Regions from separate parts of the Ovis aries genome. Here region 1 is linked to region 2. Evidence: chromatin contacts called from public Hi-C data. All regions are on one chromosome and are shown on one strand. Each heading gives the region's core, a stretch centred on a gene start, on an enhancer-like site or on the middle of the called end of the contact. The rest is flanking DNA. Distances are from core to core; before and after follow the strand shown.

Region 1 (6,359 bases), core at 411-2,910, 200 kb before region 2:
CAAAGGACCGTGAGACATGTAGTTGACTAATTATAGCACAAGGCAAAATACAAGGCATGTCGTAAAAAAGCACAGAATATCATACTATTAAGAGGAAGGAAAGGGACTGCCCTGGTGGTCCAGTGGCTACAACTCCATGCTCCCAATGCAGAGGCTCTAGGTTCAGTCCCTGGTCAGAGAAATAGATCTTGCATGTCCCAACAAGGACCTAAAAAAAAAGTGAAAGTTGCTCAGTTGAGTCTGACTCTTTGCAGCACCGATGGACCATAGCCTGCCAGGCTCCTCTGTCCATGGAATTCTCCAGGCCAGAATACTGGAGTTGGTATAGCCAAATAAGATAAAAAATAAATAAATATTAAAATACATAAATAATTTTTTTAAGGAGGAAGGCGAGAGGATTGTATTGGGGAATAATCAGAAAACAGTATTTCAGCCTTGAAAGTGGCTTTTGATGACAAGACGAGGATCCAAGCAAGCTAGACTCTAATAGGGGACAGTATAGGGTGTGTGAGGAAGACATTTTGGTCTTATCAGTAGGATGTAGAGGACAGTAAGAGCTGAGCCTAGAAAGGTAGGCTGGGGTCAGGTGGTGCCTGGCCTGGAATGGCTTAGTCTGGTGTTCAAGTTCCCTGAGGCAGAGGCTAGATCATCCTCACATCCCCACATTCACCCAGGCCCTCTGGCTTCATCATCTATGTCCATCCTAGGCTCCTCTCCCGTACATATGTGGAAAGAGGTGCTGGATGGTGGCATTAATTTTTGCTAAGTAGCTAGAGACCAAAAGTTATCATCAAATCTTCAAGAGAGACAGAGAAGAGAGTTCCTTTCTAGAAACATAATCTTAAAACAGAGACATCAGTCTGCCAACAAAGGTCCATCTAGTCAAAGCTATGGTTTTTCCAGTAGTCACAGACGGATAATGAGAGTTGGCTTGTAAAGAAGGCTGAGTGCCAAAGAATTGATGCTTTTGAACTGTGGTGTTGGAAAAGACTCTTGAGAGTCCTTTGGACTGCAAGGAGATCCAACCAGTTCATCCTAAAGGAAATCAGTCCTGAATATTCATTGGAAGAACTAATGCTGCAGCTGAAGCTCCAACACTTTGGCCACCTGATGTGAAGAAATGACTCATTGGAAAAAAACCCTGATGTTGGGAGAGATTGAGGGCAGGAGGAGAAGGGGACAACAGAGGATGAGATCATTGGATAGTATCACTGACTCGAGGGACATGAGTTTGGGCAAGCTCTGGGAAATGGTGATGGACAGGGAAGCCTGGCGTGCTGCAGTCCATGGGGTCACAAAGAGTCGGACACGACTGAGCAACTGAACAACAACAGCTTTTACACAATGACAGAGGCATATCACAAGCCTGCCCCCCAGGTGACCCCAAGGGAAAGCCATTGCCTGCAAAGGCCAGGGCAAGAGTGGAGGGAGAAGAGGAGCCGCTTGAATACGAGTGGCTTCTTAGAGCCTGGCTGTGGTCAGAGTGTGGCTCTCCAGTGACTGCTCCTCAGGGGAATTAGGTCAACTGTCTGCACACTGGAGGACGTTACCACTTGGCCAGGCCACAGAAACTATTTCCCACATCCTCAACATCTCTGTTGTACTGCCCCAGAAGTAGCTGTGGGAACTCAGCCTATGCCCTCACTCTTGTTTACACCTCCTCGTCACCCTTCTCCCACTTAACAAAAGAGAGAGAGACACCTCCGACCATCTCACACGTCTTACCACATACACGGTCCCAGTGTGTGAAAGCACGCACCAAACAACCCAGCCAAAGGAAACTTCAGATCCGAGAGAGGAAAGTCCCGTGAGAGCAAAGCAGAAGGAGCTTTCTGGAAGGAAATCCTAGCAGGGCAGAGCAGCCATCAGCCTGCCCTGCCCTAGCTGCTCACCTGCCTCGGTATCCAAGACAAGAATACCATGGTTGCCACCACAAAACAGTTTCTTGAATGGAAAACGATTGAGTAAAAACTTTTTTTTTTCCCCTGTGAGAATGCAATTTTAATTTGTCCACTGGCTTGACAGTGAGGACTGACTTTGCCCATGAGGAGATTCAGGGGGCATTTTTTTCTCCATTTTATTTTACTTTACTATTTTATTTCATTTCATTCATTTTTGTTATTTCAAAATATATATATTTTTAATTTTTGCCACCCTGCCTGGGATCTTAGTTTCCTGGCCAGGGTTGGAACCCATGCCACCTGCAGCGGAAGTGTAGAGGCTAAACGGCTGGACCAACAGGAAAGCCCCTAGATGTCAACTTTAAAATGAATGAAATGAAATAAAATAGTAAAGTAAAATAAAATGGATTAAAATCCTTTTAGGGATTTCTACAGATAAAGATCCCTAGACCTTCAAGTTCTCTTCAAATTAACCAGTGTTGGGAAATATATTAACATAAACTGGGGAGCTGAAATTCTAGTTTTATCCTGAAGAGGGCAGCATTGCTAAAATGTTACAGAGCTGAAAAAAAATATTTTTCCTAATGGTTCTCTCTAAGCTAACTCATCCTGAAGGAGATCAGTCCTGAGCATTGGTTGGAAGGACTGATGTTGAAGCTGAAACTCCAATACTTTGGCCACCTGAGGCGAAGAACTGACTCATTTGAAAAGACCTTGATGCTGGGAAAGATTGAGGGCAGGAGAACAAGGGGACAACAGAGGATGAGATGGCTGGATGGCATCACCGACTCCATGGACATGAGTTTAAGTAAACTCCAGGAGTTGGTGATGGACAGGGAAGCCTGGCGTGCTGCAGTCCATGGGGTTACAAAGAGTTGCACACGACTAAGTGGCTGAGTTGAACTGAACTGAAGCTAACTCTCCTTATTTGCTTTCAGATAATTTTACTTCAGAAAAGAATGACCTTTAGCATTTGAAGGCTTGAGGAGAGAGTAGCTGTCTTTTCATAACAGAAAGGCATCTGTGTCAAGCACATTTTTTCAAGAGTGAAACAGTATTATTATTTGTTTGCTTAAAAAAAAAAATTTCTTGAGTTCCAATAGCAAATAGGTGCTCAAAAAAGTGCTTCCCTGGTAGTTCAGCTGCTAAAGAAACTGCCTGCAATGCAAGAGACCCCAGTTCGATTCCTGGGTCAGGAAGATCTCCTGAAGAAGGGTTGGGCTGTTCACTCCAGTATTCTTGGGCTTCCCTGGTGGCTCAGACCCTGCAGTGATCCACCTGCAATGTAGGAGACCTAGGTTCAATCTTTGGGTAGGGAAGATCCCCTGCAGGAGGGCATGGCAACCCACTCCAGTATTCTTGCCTGGACAATCCCCATGGACAGAGGAACCTGGCGGGCTACAGTCCATGGGGTTGCAGAGTTGGACACAACTGAGTGAATAAGCACAGCACAGCTCAAAAAAGTGTTTGATACTTGGACAGTCACGCTACCTCCAATTCCAGGGAAGAGTTTGGTTAAACACGCAGGATAATTTTGTATCGACATGACTCCCAGGTAAGGCTCACCCACGTCCCCTGAAAGCCCACCTCACTCAGATTGCTTGAGCCTAGCAGTGCCCAGAGAGGTCAGACACAGTGTGTAATTAAAGAGGACTTTGGCACTGGCTGACATGCAATGCCCTAAACGTGATGATAGCTGTTTATAGTTCTCAATGTCTCCAGGAAATTGTGTTCTGATGTCATTTCACTAAGAAAATCATGTGGTTTCCTTATGGGGAGTTAATTATTGCCAGGTCTTGAATAAATGATGGTCAAAAATTTACAGTGAAAGCACAGATAAAGCATGTAGACAGATAATCCATGGCTCACATCGAACACTACCCTGTCAGGAAACGGAAACTTCTTCAAAGATGAGACGGGGAAGCAAGATGAAGCTGGAAGAAAAAGCGTGAAGTAATGAGTTCTGACTCCGAGACTCCCAATTCCTCTTTTTTTAATTTTTATGTTTAATTGGAGGATAATTGCTCTGCAGTGTTGTGTTGGTTTCTTCTCAATTCCTTTTTCTGCTGACGCATCCACTCCCAGCTAAGCGGCTACACACTTCTCGTTCTAGACGTAAAAACTGCCTTCTGGCAAGTTTTAACTTGTCAGTGTTGGTTGCCTCCAGTAGAGTATTTGAATATTAAATGGAACTGAAATAGATGATTTTGCTCCGAGTAGAAGGAATTCCAGCATCAGAGACAGGCGTGGGAGGTAGCTTTTCCAGAGAGTAAGTTCTGTTACTAAGATGGCTGGGCAGGTGTGAAAGGAGCCCTCAGAAGCCCTCCACGCAGCCCTTCGGACATCTCATCAGCACCTTGGCACCGCCAGAACAGAATGTCAGGTCAAGGGATCCAATGCTTTCAAGGCACTGAAAGTTTCGAATATAATCTACAACAATCAAACCACAAAGCCAAAGGCACAAGATATGTGTGCCTGTGTCTGTGTGTGTATATATGTATATATATGTATGTGTGTATATGTGCGTGCATGCTCAGTCACTGAAGTCATGTCAGGTCCGTTTTGCAATGCATGAACTGCAGCCCGCCAGGCTCCTCTGTCCATGAAATTCTCCAGGCAAGAATATTGGAGTGGGTTGCCATTTTCTCCTCCAGGTGCTCTTCCCAGACCGGGGACTGAACCTGCGGCTCCTGTGGCTCCTACATTGGCAGGCAGCCTCTTTACCAGTGAGCCACCCAGAAACCCCTGCATGTATAAATACACACGCATAAATATCATAGCAATGCTATATACGTTATATTGGGTATACATATATTTAAGCACACAATTAACTGCAAAACTATAATGCTTGCTTTATCAGGAACTGTATATCCTACCAGGAGGGAATCTGTCATCACCACCGCCAACGGCAAACAGTTATTAAATGTCCATGTTCACACGGCATTTTCCTGAGCATACAAAACCCCCTGCAGCTCTCCCTGAGTTTACCATTGTGTTAAATACCAGTGTGGGCCCTTCCACAGAGGGAGAGGCAGACAGAAATGAACAACAAGGGCCAGGAGATGATCAACACAGAGACAAGCATCCGGACTGCATGACATCCTGGCCTTGGCTGGGCCCTATTTCTTCATTTAATACATACTACTTATGATCTTGGTTAACTGCTAACCTGACTTATTCAGGTCTTGGCTTATTCCAAACTAAACCACTGTTTTCCTGTTTCCAGATGTGTGTGTATGCTCAGTTGCTCAGTCGTGTCCAACTCTTTGCAATTCCATGGACTGTAGCCCACCAGGCTCCTTTATCCATAGAATTTCCCAGGCAAAAATACTGGAGTGGATTGCCATTCCCTTCTCCAGGGGGTCTTCCCGACCCAGGAATCAAGCCAGTGTCTCCTGAATCTCTTGCATTGGCAGGCAGATTCTTTACCACCAAGCCACCTGAGAAGGTGATGATCCAGATTTACTGGTAAGCTGGCTTATTCAGGTTCTGGCTTATTGCAGACTAAACCACTGGCTTCCTATTTCCAGATGGCAACATCAAATACAGTGGAATGAATATTTACTCTCTCCAGAAATTCTTGTGTTGAAATTCTAACCCTCAGGGTGTTGGTATTAGGAAGTGGGACCTTTGAGAGATGGCATTTTTCTTGAAAGGTTATGAGAGTGGAGTCCTCAGGAAGGAGATTAGGAGGCTTATGAAAGAGACCCCTGGGAGCTGCCTCACCCCTTCTACCATGTGAAGACACAGCAAGAAGTTTGCCGTCTATGAATAGGAAGTGAGCCATTGCTGCTGCTGCTGCTGCTGCTAAGTCTCTTCAGTCGTGTCTGACTCTGTGCGACCTCATAGACAGCAGCCCAAAAGGCTCCCGCGTCCCTGGGATTCTCCAGGCAAGAACACTGGAGTGGGTTGCCATTTCCTTCTCCAATGCATGAAAGTGAAAAGTGAAAGTGAAGTCTCTCAGTCGTGTCCAACTCTTAGCGACCCCATGGGCTGCAGCCCACCAGGCTCCTCCATCCATGGGATTTTCCAGGCTAGAGTACTGGAGTGGGATGCTATCACCTTCTCCAGTGAGCCATTGCTGGACCTCAGATCTGCCAGGACCTTGATCTTGGACTTCCCAGACTCCAGAACTGTAAAAGACACATTTCTGTTGTTTAAGTCATGCAGTCTAAGGTATTTTTGTTATAGCAGCTTGAACAGACTAAGACCCAAGATAAAGGCCATGTTTATTATGCATAGGCTTGAGGGTCCCAGAAACTAGTATTGTCATCTGGGTACTGAAGAAAGGGACCCAGGAAACTGGTGAACTGGAAGTCTACTGGAAAATTGCTTCTAGTTTACCATTAACTGGAAAACTCAGTCCTAGCCCACCTTAAATAGAGCTATTGCCAGAGTGGTCTCTAAGTCAAGAGGGCAAGGGGAAGGAGGGAACAAAAGACATTATAGCCCAGTTCC
Region 2 (6,541 bases), core at 442-2,941:
CTTTTCCCCACCACCTTCTTTTTCCTTCTGCCGTCTGTAGCTTCATCCACTTCTACAGCAGCCCCAACTCCTCGATACAGATGTTTCACGTGACTCATCTTGCTTTCCAGCCCTCACTGCTGTCTCAAGATATAGGCCCTATTTTCCAAAGGCAATTACAACCCAAAATTTGTAACTGAATTGTTTCCTCAAAAATTTAGTTGAGAATTATGTAATGGCCTAGGAATAGCACCTTTGAAACCATTAAAACAGAGGAAAAGCAAGTTTTACTCAGCCAAAAGAATCACAAAAAAATAAATGAAAGAAGGAAAAAAATGAGGAAAGGATAAGAAAAAGCATTTTGCAAAAGAAAAAGACAGTAATTTTCAATAAACATATTTTGAATATAAGAACCTCAGAAGAGTGTTAATTGAAGGACATTTTGCTAATTTGCATCAAGAGCCTTAAGAGTTCAGTTTTATCTCTATGAATTTATCCAATGAAAATAATTACTAAGATTTAGTATAATAAATGTTCAAAGAATTACTTACAACAGCAAAAATAGTGGGAAACATTTAAATATTTTTAAATAGAACAGTTAAATAAATTATGATAGAGCTGTATCAGGAGCTACATAAGACTCTTAGAAAACATTTCAAAGATTATAAGGACATGGGGAAAAAAACAGACACATTAAAAGAAAAAAAAAACATCAGAATACAAAATTCTGTGTTTGACTCCAATTTGTTGAAAAATTTTAAAAGAAAGGATAGGCAAAAATATATCAAAATGTTAACTATTATCTCTAGGTGGTAGGATTACAAATGGTTTTCATTAATCCTAGGTATATTTTCTAAATTACCTACAATTATAAAATAGAGGGGAAAGCAAGTCAATTAAAAAGTACTAAAGTTATATAAAACAGGTGAGAGGAAAAATTATGAATATTCTTGAGAAAAATTTTTAAAATAGTAAAACTTTAATTACATATACTACAGTTTAAATGAAAATCTATAATCAACACTTAAGAGACTACTCATTTAAGCTATCATTTAGTTTAGTTTACTTAAACCACCCAACTGGTAACCCTGAGTTAGTGATATGACTTCTACTGGGTTAACCAAAAAGTTTGTTGAGTCTTTTTCCCCATGATAGTTTATGGAAAATACCGAACAAAGTTTCTGGCCAATCCAACACTTGCTCTTTTACGATGCACTAACTTATAAAAGAGCTCCCCCAAGTGGTAACATAAATCATCTTAGAAACATCTGAAAAGTAGGTTATCTTACTGAAAAGTAGGTTAACATAACTAGCATGAATTTAACCTGAAATTTTAAAAGTTAAAAACACTACTCTCTCTTATCTTTACTTTTTAATATATCAACCATGAAAATGATGGAAATAAGCCATAGTAAACACGCTCTTTATCTCAGGGTCAAAAGGATACATCCTTACACCAGATTCATGAGACTGTAATGAGTGATTAGCAATAAAGTTACAAGTTAAATGTATTACAGGAGTAGAGAGGCTAAGGCCTGCCTTTATATCTTCCCCTCCTGGATTTCCTTACCAGGGTTATATGTAAGAACAAAAGAAATAACATGCTAATATGCCAGAAAATCCTCCCTCTCGCTTGCATAATATCAGCTGACAGCAGTGAGTGCTAACGAAATTCTTGATGTGCTCTCAAGAATCAGAAGGCAAGAGTAGCACAGCCAAGAAGAATACAAATGCTAACTTCACTTGTGCTCGATCATATTTTTGATTCAACATGCAGAGGTAAACACCAACTGAATTAGCCATCCAGTTACACAATGCCTTTGTGGGGAAAGAGTTGACTCTACTCCCAGAAAAATATGTTCTTGGCAAATTCAGATTCCTCTAGTCTTCTGCCCAAGAGATGAGTACTTGGAGCTAAGAACTTCTACAGAATTCAGTGGTTAGGACTATTTAAGCACCTAACTAAACTCAAGTTCAGTTTACTAGATTGTTCAATTGTCCCTATCTCAACTAGTTTGTAAGATTTTGAAGGCATAATCACACTAAGTACACTGCTGAACCCCCAAGAACCTAGTACAATGGCCAGCACTAATTTAACATTAAATGTATATATTTTTTAAAAGCAGCATCAATAGTCATAACCCAGCATAGGATAGAATGACTTTTGACTTTTTGACTTTCTCATTTTTCCCCCTAGTAAAAAGTTTTAAGGTGAGAATATTGGTCCTACCACAATTTCTTTATCTCCTGATCACACATTGATCAGCTACTGACAATAAGCAGGATTAATTCACACAAAGAAATGAATTACAGTCTTCACTTCCTGAACCTGTAATACATAACTGACCTGGAATTTAGTTTCTAGTCAAGCTCTCTGCTTTACTGAGTCAAAGGCCCAAAAAATGATCCACCCAAGAAGATAGAGCCATAGAGCAGTGAAAACAGCCACCATATTAAGACAACTACTCATTAACTGATGTCCACCCCTCTTAGAAACAAAGACGAAAAACAGTGAGGAAGTCAATTACTACAACTCAGATTTAATTATGTGTATAAATGGTATTTTTCAAAGTTAACATGTCCATTCATTCCACCAATATCATTTGAAAAAATGAAAACATAACTACTGAATAAATGAGTTGGCATTAGAATAAAAGAATCTTAGTTGGAAGGGAAAATGAAAGAGATCATTGATCACTGAAGTCCTGTGGTCTGGGAGTCTCTAGGGTTCAAATCATAAAATGATAATCTTTGGCAAATTTGCTTAAATTTTTTAAAACTTAAGGGAACCCATATGTTTACTTTCAATAATGCCTTAGTAACTAAAGTAGCAAGTGTTTTACCTTTGCTAGAATTCAATGCAGCAAGGTAACACAATTTACCTTTATACTGATAAAAAGCAAGGGCTGTCAGGCTTGAATAAAATTAGGAAAAATTTTTATTTAATAAAGTTTGGTACACTTTCTAAAAGAGATCTAAGGTGGGGGAAAGTTTGGTGGTTTCTGACTGCAATATAAATCTGATTCAACTTATCTTAAAAATGGTTTGCAGAATGAGAAAAATCAAGGCACATACTGAAAAGAGGTAAAACAGAAAAGGGACAGGCATTTTTGACAAAAATAACTCACTTCAAAACTCTCCTAAATATCTAGGTCTCATATAAACTTGACTACTTGTTTATAGCTGAACATGTGATAGAAATAATTACCAATCTGAACATCAATAATTATGAATATCAGGCCTTTAAAATTATAATGTACATAAGGAAAAAAACTGATTCACTGAGAGAGTATTTATAATCACTTCTTTCAAAACAACACCTGTTGCATCTAAATTATATAGGGCATAAAGATGTTTAAAGTACAGAAAAACAAACGGTCCTATTAAATTGAAGTTGAAGATACCCTAGCAAACCTGGAAGCCTGTAACTCTCCACAGTCATTTCAATCCTAAGGGGAAAAGGTGCTATATGGAATGTGATATATTCTTCTGGTAGCTACCATTCTTCTGGTATCTACTTCTAACATGCAGAATAAAGAGAGGTGAATGAATAAAGAAGATGTGGTGTATATATAACCAACTAAATGTCACTCAGCCATATAAGAGAAGGAAATCATTAATGCCATTTGCAGCAACATGGACGGACCTAATCATACAAAGTTAAGTCAAAGACAAATCTCATATAATATCACTTACATGTGGAATCTAAAAACCAATACAAATGAACTCACAGACAAAACAGAACAAGACTCACAGACATAGCAAACAAACTTATGGGTTACCAAAAGGGAAAGAGCTTGGGAGAAACAAGATATTCAATATCTTGTTATAACCCATAATGGAAAAGAATTTGAAAAAGAATACACGCACACAGAACTGAATCACTTTACTGTACACCAGAAACCAATACCACACTGTAAACTTCAATTAAAAACAAAAAGCAGGGTAAGGTGAAGAGAAAATCTAAGGGAGAACTAGGGCAGAGCATAGTATTAAACAGTGCTAGGCCTTATTGGAAAAGCGAGATATCACCAAGATACTATCCTATGAACAAAGACATAATCTATTAAATTTTGTAAATGTGAAATGTCTTCTGACCCAGTGGTTTCACTTCTAGGAACCAACATTACAAAAGTACTCTTATTTGTGCACTAAATGTATATATAAAGCTATTCACTGCAGCAGTTTGTAGTATCAAATGTTCAAAAATAAACTAAATGTTTGTTACTAGGGGAATATATAAATAAATTACATGTCCATACAATGGAAAATACATCCGCTAAAAAGATTAAGCTAAACACAGAAGCAGAGGTACTCTTCACTACATGAAAAAAGCAAGGTACAGAAAAACACAAAAACTAGAAACTTTTATTAGCTGCCTATGGAGGAGAAGTAGGTAACTTAGGGGAAAGAATGAGAGAGGTTTTCATTGCTTACATTTTTATTTCTTTTGAATCTTAAACCATCTGAATCTATTGCCTATTCCAAAAGCATCAATAATTACTTAAATTGGTTAAAAAGTATAAATAAATAATAAAACCTCAGTGGAAAAAAAAAATCCTCTGTGTGTGTGTGTGTGTGTGTGTGTGTGTGTGTGTGTGTGTGTGTGTGTGTGTGTGAAGGGGGAAATGAGGAAGGGTTAGAGGGGCAGAATGAATAAAAATTTATCAGTGGTTATTTCTATAAAGGTGGGAATACAAAGAGAGCAATGGATATTCACTTCTCACTTTAATACTATGAGTTTCGACTATATATGTGTGTTTATATATAAATATACATTTATATATGCATGTTCATATAGAAATATATATTTCTTTGAAATACTGAAAGGGAAATATAGAAAAATGGAAAAAAATGACAAGAAAGATGTTAGTGAGAAGAACTACATGCTATGCCTTGAAAGTTGGCATTCAAATCTGTTAACAGTTACAAGAGTCATAATGACCACAAAATAAAATAAAATTTCTTCTCCGAAGAAGCCTAGCTAGTCTTCATTCAGAGATGAGAGTAAAATTCCTTCCATGGGTCCTCAGAAAAAACAATATATGCTGCAGTAAAAATAGCAGTCAAATTACATATTATTATAACAATTATCTACAATTACATGTTAGATATATCTGAGTAGTTCATGATGAAAGCTCATGATGAACTTTAATAATGCTATCCGACATATATATTAAGTTTAAGACACTAAATGGTGAAGAGGGAAGAAATGGTTTGATTAAATTTACAGAGTATAAAAGTAGAGAAAAATCAACAAAACCAAAAATTGGTTTTTTGAAAAAAAGATTGATCAAGAAAAAAGATTCAAATTAGTTAAAATTAGAAATGACATAAGGATATTAAGACCAACCTTATAGAAATTTTAAAAAGAATCATAACAGGAATGCTATAAGCCACTGCCTGCTGACAAATCAGATAATTTAGATTAAATGGACAAACTTCTAAAAAGACAGAGATGACCAAACCAACACAAAAAGAAACTGACAATTTGAAAAGACCTGTAACAAAGTTACGAGACTAGGCTAGTAATTGTAAAACCTCTCCACAGAGAAAAGTCCAGGCTCAGCTGGTTTCATTGATGAATTCAAACATCTAAAGCAGAATTAGTATCAATTCACCAAGTGAACGGAGAAGGCGATGACACCCAACTCCAGGACTCTTGCCTGGAAAATCCTATGGACGGAGGAGCCTGGTAGGCTGCAGTCATGGGGTCAGGAAGAGTTGGACACGACTGAGCGACTTCACTTTCACTTTTCACTTTCATGCATTGGAGAAGGAAATGGCAACCCACTCCAGTGTTCTTGCCTGGAGAATCCCAGGGACAGGGGACCCTGGTGGCCTACCGTCTAGGGGGTTGCAAAGAGTCAGACACGACTGAAGTGACTTAGCAGGAGCACCACCACCAAGTGAAAGTGAAGTCACTCAGTTGTGTCCAACTCTTCAAGACCCCATGGACTGTAGCCTGCCAGGCTCCTCCATCCATGGGATTTTCTAGGCAAGAGTACTGGAGAGGGTTGCCATTTCCTTCTCCAGGGGATCTTCCCAACCCAGGGATCAAACCCTGGTCTCCTGCACTGCAGATAGATGCTTTACCATCTGAGCCACCAGGGAAGCCCATCAATTAACCAAAATGCTCCATAAAAGCTGAAGAGAAGGAAACAATTCCCATCTCCTTCAGCAGTCAGTACTACCCTGACACTAAAATCAGACAAGACACTGTAAGGAAAGAAGATAGAGATCAAATCTCTTATGAACAAATGCATAAAAATGCTGAACAAAATACAAGGAAACAAAATGTAAATATATGTGTATATATATATAAGAATAATTACGTACCATAAACAAGTGAAACTTTTCCTAGAAACACAATGTTGGTTTAAAATCTCAGAAGAATATAATACATTTTAACAAGGAGAAAAAACATACAGTTGTCTCAATAGATGCAGAAAAAAATCATTTGACAAAATCCCAAACCATTTGACAAAATACTCAACACAACTGGAACAAAAAAAAAGTTCCTCAACCTGACAAAGGCATCTCCAGAAAGCCCACATCAGAG

The links. A called contact is a pair of places that touch in the nucleus more often than the background predicts.
Region 1: a Hi-C map of liver shows a contact between it and region 2, with 4 times the contacts expected there. The contact joins two enhancer-like sites. A contact is called at or near these places in 6 of 16 Hi-C or Micro-C datasets (blood, liver, muscle and 2 more).

What each region holds. Positions count from the first base shown.
Region 1 is chr10:18,671,417-18,677,775 of ARS-UI_Ramb_v3.0, reverse strand. No RefSeq gene overlaps it. Among named protein-coding and RNA genes, the nearest start is that of RCBTB2, 38 kb to the right of the region's middle. Within about 2 kb of position 1,660, at least 10 of the 54 cell types and tissues checked have an H3K27ac peak or open chromatin away from gene starts, as enhancers often do. A contact at or near this core is called in liver, where this site is marked.
Region 2 is chr10:18,473,996-18,480,536 of ARS-UI_Ramb_v3.0, reverse strand. All of the region lies in intron 2 of RB1 (RB transcriptional corepressor 1), which reads right to left. Among named protein-coding and RNA genes, the nearest start is that of RB1, 18 kb to the right of the region's middle. Within about 2 kb of position 1,691, at least 11 of the 54 cell types and tissues checked have an H3K27ac peak or open chromatin away from gene starts, as enhancers often do. A contact at or near this core is called in liver, where this site is marked.